Linked DNA regions of Sus scrofa: regions 1 and 2 are each linked to region 3. Evidence: chromatin contacts called from public Hi-C data. All regions are on one chromosome and are shown on one strand. Each heading gives the region's core, a stretch centred on a gene start, on an enhancer-like site or on the middle of the called end of the contact. The rest is flanking DNA. Distances are from core to core; before and after follow the strand shown.

Region 1 (4,253 bases), core at 1,675-4,174, 88 kb before region 3:
CTTGAAAGTCAGAGACTTCATTTTGTTTGCTCACTGAGTCCCCAGGTTTTTGCAATAGGTATTCAGAAATTACTTGTTGGATGAATGGTTAATGAGCAAACAAACTGGTAAACAGAGGCATAAATCTAACTAAACATTTCAATTAAATAATAAACTATACTCCAATAAAAATTTTAAAAATGATAGTAAACTCTTTTCTTCTTTTTGGCTGTACCCACGACATGTGGAAGTTCCTGGACCAGGGACCGAACTTGGGCCACAGCAGCAACCTGAGCTGCAGCAGTGACAAGGCTAGATTCTTAACCCACTGAGCCACTAGGGAAAACTCTAAATTTTATGACTAAAAACAAATAAAGAAGATAAAACAAAAATAGTGGGCAATATCATGTAAGCTAGAAAGTGTGATCAGAATTAGAGCAATGAACTGCCTTGGAATATTTGAGGCAGAGGCTAAAGATGTTGATTGATTGCAGACTTTATAAATTAAATATGCATGAAAATATTTTAAAAGGAACCATTAAGAGAATAAAGAGGGTATAACTTTCTAGCTAACTGAGCAAAAACTTAGAAAAAATAGAAAGGGAGGCTCAGTTAATACAACTGAATGCCAGAAAGGAGAAAAGTACAGAAAAGCAAAAAGGTGAGAGGGCAGGGGAAAAAAAATATCCAAATACATCAGAAATAGATCTGAATAGACTAAACCTTCCATTTAAAAGACAGATTTTTATATTAGATTAAAAATAAATCCAGCTAAATGCTGCTTAAACATACACATCTAAAACCTAAGAGGGTGTTTCTGCTGGGGTGCAGTGGGTTAAGGATCCAGTGTGTAGGTCACAGCTGTAGCTTGGATGCGAACCCTGGCCTGGAAACTTCCATATGCTGCAGGTGCAACCAAAAAGGAAAAAAAAAAAATTAAATTAAAAAAAAAACACATAGGAACAGGAGGGAAATATATAAAAATATATGTATTTTATATGTTATATATGCAATTACATAAAATATATACTACATATATTTTATAATATATTATATATTTTATATATTATATATGTGATGTATAATGTATATTATATTCTATATTATATGTTACAAGGTTTTTATATATTTTATATACTATAAGTACTGTATGCCTACATAAAAAATGTGTGTGTGTGTATATATATATGTTTATATATTCACACACTCAGTCCTTAATTCAAACCCTAAAACAAAATGTGTTTCCAGTTGAGATTAATTTAAGTTTTACTTTAATAAATTAATACAGGCCTATGTTATATATTACATAACACCCCCAGTGGGGTTTGATGCAGCACCTCATAATCAAACACAGTAATATTTCTGAAAGAAACACATGACTAGTCAGATTAAGTAGACTAAATAAGGACTAAATAGCTTCACATCAGCATAGATCAGGTTTTGCTGCCAAATGAATTATGAAGAAAACTTTTTCATCAGAGTTTTTTGGTCTTCAGAACTGCAGATACGGAATTGCAGACTTGAAGCAGGCAAATATTAGCCAAAAGAACTGGTATAACTGTGGCAATGTCAAACAAAAAAGGCTCTAAGACAAACAACCTTATAGGGGTTGTCAAATACCTCTTTAGAAAACTTCAATTCACCAGGAAGGTGTAGCAATTCTCAACTCGCATGCTCTTTTTAAGATAGCCTCCAAACACAAAGAAAAACAGATACTACAAAAACTTGATGTTCACCCAAACTCACTTCAACTGACTATGTAGTCTGGTCAGTATCTCAATATGTGTCCTGTCACCCCAATTAGATTACAATAAATCATCAGGATTAGACATTTTCCTTCCAAGTGAAAGGCCCTTTACACTCACAACCTCCTTTGAGCTACTGACCCCTTGAAGGAGGATGGGTGTCCCCTTGTTGCAACATGGGAGATTAATTTTTTTTTTTTTTTTGTCTTTTGTCTTTTTAGGGCCACACCTGCGGTATATGGAGGTTTCCAGGCTGGAGGTAGAATCAGAGCTACAGCTACTAGCCTGTGCCACAGCCACAGCAATGCCAGATCCAAAGCGCATCTGCGACCTACACCACAGCTCATGGCAATGCTGGATCCTTAACCCGCTGATTGAGGCCTGGGATGGAACCTGTGTCCTCATGAATATTAGTCAGATTGATTTCCACTGAGCCACAATGGGAACTCCAAGTAATTTGCCCAAAGTCACACTGCTAAGGATCAGAGTTTACATTGAAACCTAGTCTGTTTGACTCCAAAGATTGTGACTTTCAATGGATTGTGAAAAAAGCATAAGACATCATCCCTTGAGTGAGTGAAATTAAAGTGGCAGCCATTATACAGGAGAACTCAAATGGAGACTAGCAATTTATATATCATATCTACCATCATTTTCCAGGAGACAAATTATCAAGTGTCCAAGCAGGGAACATGTTCTAAAGGCTTCCACAATCCTCCTCCCCCATCTCCCTGAATCTTGCCATTTTCTCCCTGACCATTCGACAGCTTTGAAATAAGACAAGCTCACACTCCCAAGACATTTGCAGATTTCTCAGCCCTAAGTGCACATTATTCTTTTAGCACAAAGATGCAGAGTTGTTTGGGTAAGGAATGAATTTGTCCTTTAAAAAGTAAAGACTTTTAAAACCTACTTAAAGTGAGTTTTCTACTTACATTCACCAATTACCCTCCATCAAATAGAGAAAAATAAAGAAAACCAGTTACAGTAACAGCAGTGGAAAGAAAAAGATATAAAGAAAAATGAAGCCTAGGACGAAAAACAACATATTTATCCTTATGGTTCAAGAACACCAGAGACCACACAGGACGTGAAATCGCGGCGGGCTTGCTTCTCTTCGCCAGGGCTCTAAGAGAATGCTCCAGATCAAACACTGCGCATCCTGGGTCACAAAGAACCTTGGAGCAAGATGGAGACGTGCATACTCACCATCCACCACAAGAGGGCGCTCATCAAAAGGGAGTGAAAGGTCATCCTGCCCCGAACATGCACCGGAAGAGCAAAACCCTGCCCGAGAGGGTTGAGAATATTTTCATCATCAGGCGCCGCTGTGAGAATTGGTAAAACAACTATCCAAATTAAGATTTTTTTCCCCTGCAATGCTATTTTTGTGTTGTCAATCCCATTTCCGTAATGAATTCTTAGAGAGACTACATAAGGAATGAAAAACATTTTCCTGTCTGGTAAAACAGAAAACAAATTAATTGCTCACATAAAACAATTTCAGTAAGCGTCAGCATTGAGTGGATTTTATTTTAGCTAGGCTCTACTAAAAATTGGAGAATAAAAGGGAATTCAGCCTACCTTTCCCTTTTAGAAAGGAAGAAAGGAAAGATGTGAATTCCATTTTCAATTTCTTATCAACGTTGAAGAGTGAAAAACTTCAGTTCGAATTCCAGCTTTTATCTTCCAAAAGTGTTCTTAGCAGTCTAGTAGTCTCAGCCTCATTGTCTCTCCATATCATTGGTAAAGGAGATTTTGTTTGTTTGTTTTGCGTTTTTTTGTTTGTTTTTTGTTTGTTTTTCTTTTTAGGGCTACACCTGTGGCATATGGACCTTTTCATGCTAGGGGTCAAATTGCAGCTGCCAGCCTATGCCACAGCCACCTCAGATCCATGCAGAGTCTACAACCTACACCGAAGCTCACCACAATGCTGGTGGTATCCTGCAGCCTCATGGATACTAGTCTGGTTCTTAACCCGATGAGCCACAACACGAACTCCTGGCAAAGGGTTTCTATGGGATAATTCATTTCTTCAGACGGCTTCCACTGACAGATGCTTCCTATAGATCTAATCTGTCAGCCAAGAATCTGTTAGGTTTCCAGATGCCCAGCAGCCAAGAGGTGGTGTGTGTCTTGTCGCAGATACGCCTCAGACTCCGCATTGCTGTGGCTGTGGTGTAAGCCAGCAGATGCAGCTCTGACCTGACCCCTAGCCTGTGAACCTCCATATACCACAGGTGCAGCCCTACAAACAAACAAACAAAAAGGAACATAGGGGAATTGAGAGGTACAAACTCCTATGTATAAAATAAGCTAAAGGATATATTGTACAACACAGGGAATAGAGCTAACAGTTCATAAGCTATAAATGGAGTATGATCTTTAAAAATTTTGAATCACTCTGTTGTAGACCAGAAACCTATATATTGTTCATCAATATATCTCATTTTAGGAGTTCCCGTCGTGGCACAGTGGTTAACGAATCCGACTAAGAACCATGAGGTTGTGGGTTTGATCCCTGGCCTT
Region 2 (4,098 bases), core at 700-3,199, 120 kb after region 3:
TTTCAAAGAATAATCTGGCACGTATATCATTTTGTGTAACTGTGAGCATTTCTATAAGATAAATTCCTAGAAGTCACGTCACTGGCTTTTCAAATGATGTAGATTTAAAGTGACTAAAGAGACAGATTTCACCAAAGAAGTGTTGGTATCTGTTGCTTTATCTTGAAACTTGGAAACATCCTTGTATCCTCTTCTTTTACACTTATCATTCTCTGTCTTGCAGATTTTACCTCCTCAACATTCCTTCTGTCCTCCCTTTTCATTTTCCCATTGCTCGCAGCCAACAACTCACTTCAGGCTTTCACTATTTTTTCATGTCTAAAATGTTGTCCTCAAACCCATCCTCTTGAGATAATAATCTGCTCCGACACTCTCATGCTACTCCATGCATTCAGGATTAGCTCTAATGTCTTTATTTTAGCAAACAAACCTCTCTTTAATCTGGTCCCTGAACTTTCCTCTCCAGCTTTCTCTGTTATTTTATACTCTTTTTTGCCTTTTTTTTTTTTTTTTTTTGTCTTTTTGCCATTTCTTGGGCCCCTCCCACGGCATACGGAGGTTCCCAGGCTAGGAGTCCAATCGGAGCTGTAGCTGCCGGCCTACACCAGAGCCACAGCAACATGGGATCTGAGTCGTGTCTGCAACCTACACCACAGCTCACGGCAACTCCAGATCCTTAACCCACTGAGCAAGGCCAGGGATTGAACCTGCAACCTCATGGTTCCCAGTCAGATTCGTTTCCGTTGTATCACGACAGGCACTCTACATTCATCTTTCATAGTTATCGTTATTCTCTACTGAAACTAGATCCTTGCAGTAGCCTGAAATAGGGGTAGAAAGTTGTCTTTTTCCCCCTGCTAGCCATAATATCCACCACAGTGCTTGAGGTCATGTGGTATGTGCTTAATAAAATTTCTTTGACAGAACTGAAGATCTTGGGGGGAAAGGGGTACACTCATTCATTCATTCAACATACACTATTGAGAGGCTATTATGTGCAAAATTCTGTGCTAGACAGTGGGATTATAACCAAGAAGGTGACCCAGGGCCTACTTTTGTTCCGGTAAAAGAGATGGGGTGACATCAATATGCAATTTTAATTCAGCTGGCTAAGGGCTGCATTGGAGCTTAGGTCACAGTTTAGATTTTTTTTTTTTTAATGGATTTGGATGAGCAAAGTGTGGCATTTTAGCTCAAGGTAATTATACTAGAAAAGGCATTTAAAAAATAAGGCGATTCTGCCAAATCACTATGAAACCCAGAGTCAGGCAATAGTCCAACTTTCTGTTAATGGTCTGCTGTTTTCACTTTGTAAAGTGGAGATGTTTTCTTGGTAAACAAGGTCAAATACAGTATCTTGGGTAAAATAATAAGGTGAGATAATACATGTAAGGTATACAGGTCAAAATCTGTATATACTCTGTGAAAGTTGTCTTTCTCTGCTAAACTGCTCCTCCTAAGCTGTCTTCTGAGCATCAAAAAAACAAAAACAAACTTGCTTAGTGTTCACTGATCTCTTTCAGGTTTAATTCCAACTGTTCTTTCTTTATCCTTTTCCATTTTCTTTAATATGACCTCTTTTCACAAAGGCTGAGGAAACTGGTAAATGTAATAAATCGAGCAGGTTCTTTTGGAGTGGGGAAAGTTGTGTTCAGGACAGAGGACAGTCACTACCGGCAGAGCCACTCTGGGCAAGTACTTAAACTGACAGTTTCCTCCATTCCATCCTTAATAAGAATAATAATAAAAAAAGTGGGGAGATGATGTTTACGTAAAGCGCTGAACACAGTGCCCGATACGTAGTAAGAGCTCAGGAGAAGTTAGCTATTAAACGAGTCTAAGAATCCGGGGTCTTGGAGGTGGTATTTTCTCTCTTGCAATCAAAGGAGTCGAGTGTAATCTTTAGATGATTGAGTTAAACCTGAACGCGCACGCTCAGCCTTGATGCAGTTTGATCTCTCCGGGCCACCGTCGCCGAGCATGCGTAAATAAACGTGGCGGGATGTGTCATGGCGAGCTCCAGCTAAAGCCTCTGCAGTTTCCGGCGAGTAGCGTGTGGGATTCTTTTACTTTGATCTAGTTTGTAATTTCCTGACTACTGGGTAAGGTGGCCGGTGGGGCAGAGTTTGTCCAGAGCTCCTTTTATGGCGGAGCCTCATTTCCCCACTTTCAGTCTTTCTTGGGTCGTTTGCTGGTTGGTTTTGCAGTTAAAAGGGAACCTACCAGCTGGGCTGGGGGAATTGAGAGGCAGGTAGCGCTGCCAGAAGTGAGGACGGAGTCGTTGGTCTTATAGGGGGCTGTGTAAGGGGCATTTAAGGGACCATATTCCTCATCGTCAGATCTAGCGTCTTTCGGGCTCCCATTTTCTGTGTTAGTGAGTTTGTGGGAAGTTTGCAGTGACCTAGGTTTCCTAGAGTTGCATCTCAATAAGCACTTAAACTGAAGTTGGTCTGAAGAGCAGGTGTCTTGTTTTTTCACTTTTCCTTTTCGTTCACTGTTAAAACCTCTTTCTGAATCTCGAGACGACACGTGTCTTTCGGTTGGGAGGTGATGTAGATACTTAGTTCATTGCCCTACACCTGTTTTGTAATTATCAGTGTTTCTTAAATCACGCAGACGTGTTGTTGTGCTAGATAGTGTTTATTAACTATGGCCAGACGCTGGGTCTCAGTCATGGCAAATACGGCAGATGTTATCATACCTGTCCTAATCAGCAAGAAATTGGGAGTAGGATCGAACATCGTTAACCTTACCTGTAAAGCAGCTTTTATGGAGTTTAATCCCGTTTAGGTAGTTTTAAAGAGTCCTTACTGTGGTTTCGTGAACTGGTTTAGAGCTTGTTTTTTTCTAATCAGTTTTTGTTTTCCAGACTTGTCTTTTAAGAAGATTTGAGACTATTTGGAGATAATCAAGGTACTTGTTTATTTTAAACCTCTTATGTTTGAGTGACATGTTACACATTATGATGTGCAGAAAGGTAGCCCAGTTTTAATTTCTTAGTGATTTTGCTGCCATTATTATATGGAAGTGCCATGATCTCCATATCACTAAATTCAAGGAACATTTTCATTCATTTGACTTAACCTTTCATCACCTGCATTGAGCACCACTGATCATGTTCACCGCTTAGACATGCTCGCTTCCTTTTCCTTCTGTGACCCACTGTTTTCCTCCTTCTTTGGTGGCTGCTTCTTGATCTTCACTATAGGCTGGTTCTCTTTTATTTGGCAGTTAAATGTGGAGTCTCTTGAGGCTTGGTCTTGTCCCCTCTCCTCTTCTAATTCTGTTCTTTTTCCTCTGGGTGATCTGTTCCACATCTTCATCAACATTGTTGTTCTCTTATTCTAGCCAACCTGGTGTGTGTTAAGTGGTATCTCCTTGTGGTTTTGATTTGTGTTTCCCTGATAGCTAATGATTTGATGTTTTATCATGTAGTATTGGTCATTCGTCTGTCTTTTCGGAGAACGGCCTGTTCAGAAATTTTGCTCTTATTTTACATTGGGTCATTTGTCTTTCTATTATTGGATTGTAATGTTCTGTATTCATTTTGATACTAGACCCTTATCAGACCTGTGATTTGCAAGTATTTTCTCCAATTATATAAGTTGTCTCTTTGTTGATAATATCCTTTGAAGCAGGAAAGTTTTAAATGTAAGTCCAGTCTGTTTTTTCTTTTGTTGCTTGCTTTTTTGGTGTCATAACTAAGAAAGCATCGCTTAATGTCATGAACATTTACACCTATGATTTGTTATAAGAGTTTTACAGCATTAACTCTTCAATTTACATTTGTAATCAATTTGAGTGAACTTTTGTGTATTATGTAAAGCAGGAATCCAGTTTTATTCTTTGCACGTGGCTGTTCAGTTGTCCCAGCACCATTTGTTGAAAACAGTATTCTTCTCCCCACTGAATTTTCTTGGCATTTTTGTTGAAAATCATCTGAGCAGGTAATGCACTTTGACAAGCATTCTAGATGATTTTTATGAAGAATAACTCTAGCATAGGGATCTTCAAACTTTAGTGCATGTCAAAATCACCTGGACAGCTTGTTAGAGATTGTTGAGCTTTACTGAGAATATCTGATTCAGCAGGTTTGGG
Region 3 (4,105 bases), core at 1,510-4,009:
TCATGGTTCCTAGTCGGATTCGTTAACCACTGCGCCACGATGGGAACTCCTTATTTCAAGACTTTTAAGTACCTCTGCAAAGACCCCTTTTCCAAATAAGGTCACAACCACAGGTTCTAGAGATTAGGATAAAGATGTGGGGTTTTTTTGGGGGGTGGGGGGAAGCACCTTCTGGGACAAGTAGCTGCTTTGGGTCACTGTCTGAGCAAGGGAAAGGGTGGTGATGATTGGCAAGAACAGTCTAGCTCTTGGTGCTAGAGCAGCCTGACCTTCAAGAGAAGATCTTGAGGGCTCAGATTTTGGAATCAGCCAGAAGCTGGTCACTGCAGATGAGCAGTTTGAGGCAGGATGAGCAGCAGAGCTGACTTTATTACCCTGAACTTCAGAGTCAGGATTCTATAATCCTCGCTAACCAGGATGAGGCCGTGCTCCTACCTTGGGACAAAGCTAAGCTGTCATGGCAAGTGGACATCCAGGGGCATTAGGGAGAGGCAAGGCTGGGAGTCAGATTCAATTACAAGGAGCAACCCAGCAAAATCACACAAAAGAGTAGAATCATAAATAGCTACCGCTTATTGAGCACTTGCTATATCCCAGGTAAAGTGCCATTTATTATTGCCTCTTTTCACCATAATCTTGCAATATCAGTATTACATTGTAGGTTATGTATAACCTACACAATATAATCCTATGTTCCTATTTTAACATACAAGAATACAGGATTTTATTTTTTATTTTAATTTATTTATTTTGTCTCTTGAGGGCCGCACCTGCTGCATATGGAGGTTCCAGGCTAGGGGTCTAATTGGAGCTGTAGCTGCTGACCTACGCCACAGCCACAGCCACGCCAGATCTGAGCCGCATCTTCGACCTACATGACAGCTCAGGGCAATGCCGGAGTCTTAACCCACTGAGCGAGGCCAGGGATCGGCCCGAAACCTCTTGGTTCCTAGTTGTATATGTTTCCGCTGCTCCATGACAGGAACTTGAGAATATGGGATTTTAAAGGTTAGCATTATATAGCCACTAAGTGGCAGCTAGAATGTAAACCCAGCTCACTCTGGCTCCAAAGCCCATTTTCCTTCTACTAAAATATGGTACTTCTCCACAAATCAATAACCTACCCCGGAATTTAGCATCTTAACTTCCAGCATCTCCTCTTCTCTCTTTGAACCCTCCCACCCCATCCTGGGGTGCAGTAGGCATCAAATGTTAAAAAAAAACATTTGTTTCTCTACCAAATACCCGATGTTAAAAAAAAATGTAACCTGACTAAGGTAGAATGGTACCTATTTCACACTTTTTAAACCAGAATCACAAGTGGGGATCTAGATTGTGAACACCTGCACCCTTGGGGCTGTGTCTCATCTATCTTACTGTAAGCACTCCTGAGGAGCTCAAGCAGAGATTTTGCACATAGTCCTAAGGCCTAGGTTTGTCTCTAATCTTAAAATGCAGGGTCTATGATGACTACGTGCATTATACCCCCCTTCCTCCCAAACCCTCACTACAGCCACCAAATGCATGCTGCTAGTGATGTTCTACAGCTGGTAATATCCAAGTAGTTACAGTACTAATTTCCTCTATAGTGACCCACAGTGGAAAGCAACACTGATGGAACAACATCAAGGAAGTTGCTAATACATTATGCCTCAAGCCCAATCAGGAATTGATGCCCTTTGAAAACCACCTAACCTGCCCTAAAGATAGTGTCGGTTTTGATGACAGAGCGTCCAAAAATGTTTGGGTATTGGGCCTTGGATCTTCAACCACCTTGAATGCAAGACCAAAATATTCCTGAGCCTGGTGTGAGGTTTAACAGTATTTTGAGCTCATCCTGTTTCAAACAGGGTAACAGGACTGAAGTAAGGAGTCCTAGCCTGAACTGACTGAAGTCTCATCAGGACTTTCGTAAGACTGAAACTGAGTTTTGGGAAATTATTACTATTAATCATGACAATAATAATAATAATGATGTCTTGCAAAAAGGCTTGAGGTACTGCAATCCTCATTATCCAGTGAGCCCAGATCAGCAGCTGGCAGTCTTCAATTTTAAGATCCATAAATACTTGCACCAATATAGACATTAATTTGACAATAATACTTTTCTGGTGGGAATTTCTAGTTTAGTAAAAAAAAAAAAAAAAAAAAAAATTAAAAATATTTTGGACTAGATGGGCCATCATGTTTCCTTTCAGTCAGATAACTTGCTAGGAAACCAAAATTGTAAAGTACTGGTGCCCAGCGTGCAGCATTTATTGGCAGCAAGACGTCATCTTGGGAAGCACGTACTTCTTCGGATTACAGTTTGGCGGATTAGAAACCCGCAGATCAGTCTAGGTTAGCCCAGATTAACTGCCCTGATTGCTTCTGGGCCAGTGACTTGGGGGTGGGGGTGGGTGTCTGCTGGACTCAAACCAATACTCGTGGTAAGATTTCACTCGGCAAAACATTCGGAGTTAATTTTTTACTTAAACCCCATCCAGGCTAATAATGAAGCTACCAGGAATGATTTGGAATGTTAACTAAATGGTGCCCGCAATCACGTCAGTCGAACCTTCTGCCCCCACGATTCTGTCTGCCCACATGCTTCTGTCTATCAGCCTCAACCTCTGGATCAGCTCTCGCCGCGGCATTGGTTGGATTTCAGGAAGGGAGATACCCACGATTTAAAGGGCTCAGTTTCCACATGCCAGGCGTCGTTCGCAAGGTCCAACTTGCCTTTGGCACATACTTGGGAGAATCTCCCGCTGCTGTTCATCTATTACACTGACTGGCTAAACGAAAGAGAGTTCCCGAAAGTGTCCCCTTGGTCACCTTGACAATTTCCAAAAGCGAAACTTGCACTCTAGACTAGATCCACACTGAGTCTGCGGGGCGCAGAGTCCCTGCCCAGGTCAGCAGCGCCAGCCCCGCAGGCGGGCGGGACCGGGGGCGGAGCCTGGACCAGGCGTGGTCTTCCGTGGGAGAGAAGGCAAGGCTTTACCCACCTCCTAAAAACCCCTGCCTCCCTCGCAGCCAATCAAGGAGGGCTATGCAAATAGGGCCCCTGTCGCCCCGGCAACCGTGATGCAAGGCAGCCAATGGAAACCGGCAGGTCCCGGCCCTGCTCCCCGATTGGGACTAAAAGAAGAAGACAGCGGCCCAATGGGCTGTGAGAACGGTCCTCGGCGGGTTGAGGGGCGGGGATATGCAAATTTGGTTTGAAAAGCCGGCGGGAAATCTGAGTTTCGCGGGAGGACCTTGGCGCGTAAACCGTATCCCTTCATTCATTGTCAGCAGCAGCTTCCTGGAGCCATTTTTCAGCTGCCGGCCGCAGCACCCGGGCTGCCGCCGCCGCCTCGCAATCCATTGCATCGGCCGCCCCCGACGCCTCCATCCCCCCTCGGGGCCCGATATCCGTGCGGCCGGGACCCTCCTCTCTCCAGAGCCCCGATTATTTTTGGCCCCCGGGCCCGTGCTTGCGGAAAAATAAAAAGAAAAGAGAGAGAAGGGGCTCGGAAGCGCCGGGCGGGGAGGAGAGAAGGAGGAGAGACTTGGAAACTCCGACTGCAAATAATAAAGAAATTGAAAACAATACGTTAATATACCATAGCAATAAAAAGCAGGAGCGAGAGATGAGAAAGGGGATCCAGCCCGCCCTGGAGCAGTACCTGGTGACCGCCGGGGGTGGGGAGGGGGCGGCTGTCGTCGCCACCGCCGCTGCAGCCTCCATGGACAAAAGGGCACTGCTAGCCAGCCCCGGCTTCCCCGCCGCCGCCGCCGCTGCTGCCGCCGCCCCGAGCGCATACATCCAGATCCTCACCACGAACACTTCCACCACCTCCTGTTCCTCCTCCCTCCAAAGCGGCGCCGTCGCCGCCGGCCCCCTCCTCCCCAGTGCCCCCGGCGTGGAGCAGACCGCCGGCAGCCTCCTCTACACCACGCCGCACGGACCCTCCAGCAGAGCCGGGCTGCTGCAGCAGCCACCAGCGCTGGGACGCGGCGGCAGCGGCGGCGGCGGCGGCCCTCCGGTAATGCCCTCCCGTTCCCACCGTCCCCAGCCCGGGCGGGAGGTGGGCTTGCACCACGCGGGGTGGTGGGCGCGCTGCGGGCAGCCCTGGGA

Evidence for each region. A called contact is a pair of places that touch in the nucleus more often than the background predicts.
Region 1: a Hi-C map of embryonic fibroblasts shows a contact between it and region 3, with 2.2 times the contacts expected there. The contact joins the enhancer-like site here to the promoter of E2F3 in region 3. A contact is called at or near these places in 1 of 5 promoter capture datasets (liver), 4 of 47 Hi-C or Micro-C datasets (embryonic fibroblasts, heart right ventricle, liver and 1 more) and 1 of 2 datasets of contacts at active chromatin or transcription factors (alveolar macrophages).
Region 2: a contact with region 3 is called in a Hi-C map of embryonic fibroblasts, with 2.3 times the contacts expected there. The contact joins the promoter of CDKAL1 here to the promoter of E2F3 in region 3. A contact is called at or near these places in 1 of 5 promoter capture datasets (liver), 17 of 47 Hi-C or Micro-C datasets (alveolar macrophages, blood, brain and 9 more) and 2 of 2 datasets of contacts at active chromatin or transcription factors (alveolar macrophages and skeletal muscle).

Annotation. Positions count from the first base shown.
Region 1 is chr7:15,702,852-15,707,104 of Sscrofa11.1, forward strand. No RefSeq gene overlaps it. Among named protein-coding and RNA genes, the nearest start is that of MBOAT1, 61 kb to the left of the region's middle. Within about 2 kb of position 2,925, at least 4 of the 83 cell types and tissues checked have an H3K27ac peak or open chromatin away from gene starts, as enhancers often do. A contact at or near this core is called in embryonic fibroblasts, where this site is marked.
Region 2 is chr7:15,908,696-15,912,793 of Sscrofa11.1, forward strand. It overlaps CDKAL1 (threonylcarbamoyladenosine tRNA methylthiotransferase), which reads left to right and starts at 1,950. Exons shown (of 16, transcript XM_005665616.2): 1 at 1,950-2,044; 2 at 2,870-2,913.
Region 3 is chr7:15,790,760-15,794,864 of Sscrofa11.1, forward strand. It overlaps E2F3 (transcription factor E2F3), which reads left to right and starts at 2,760. Exons shown (of 7, transcript XM_021098397.1): 1 at 2,760-4,013. The coding sequence starts at 3,618.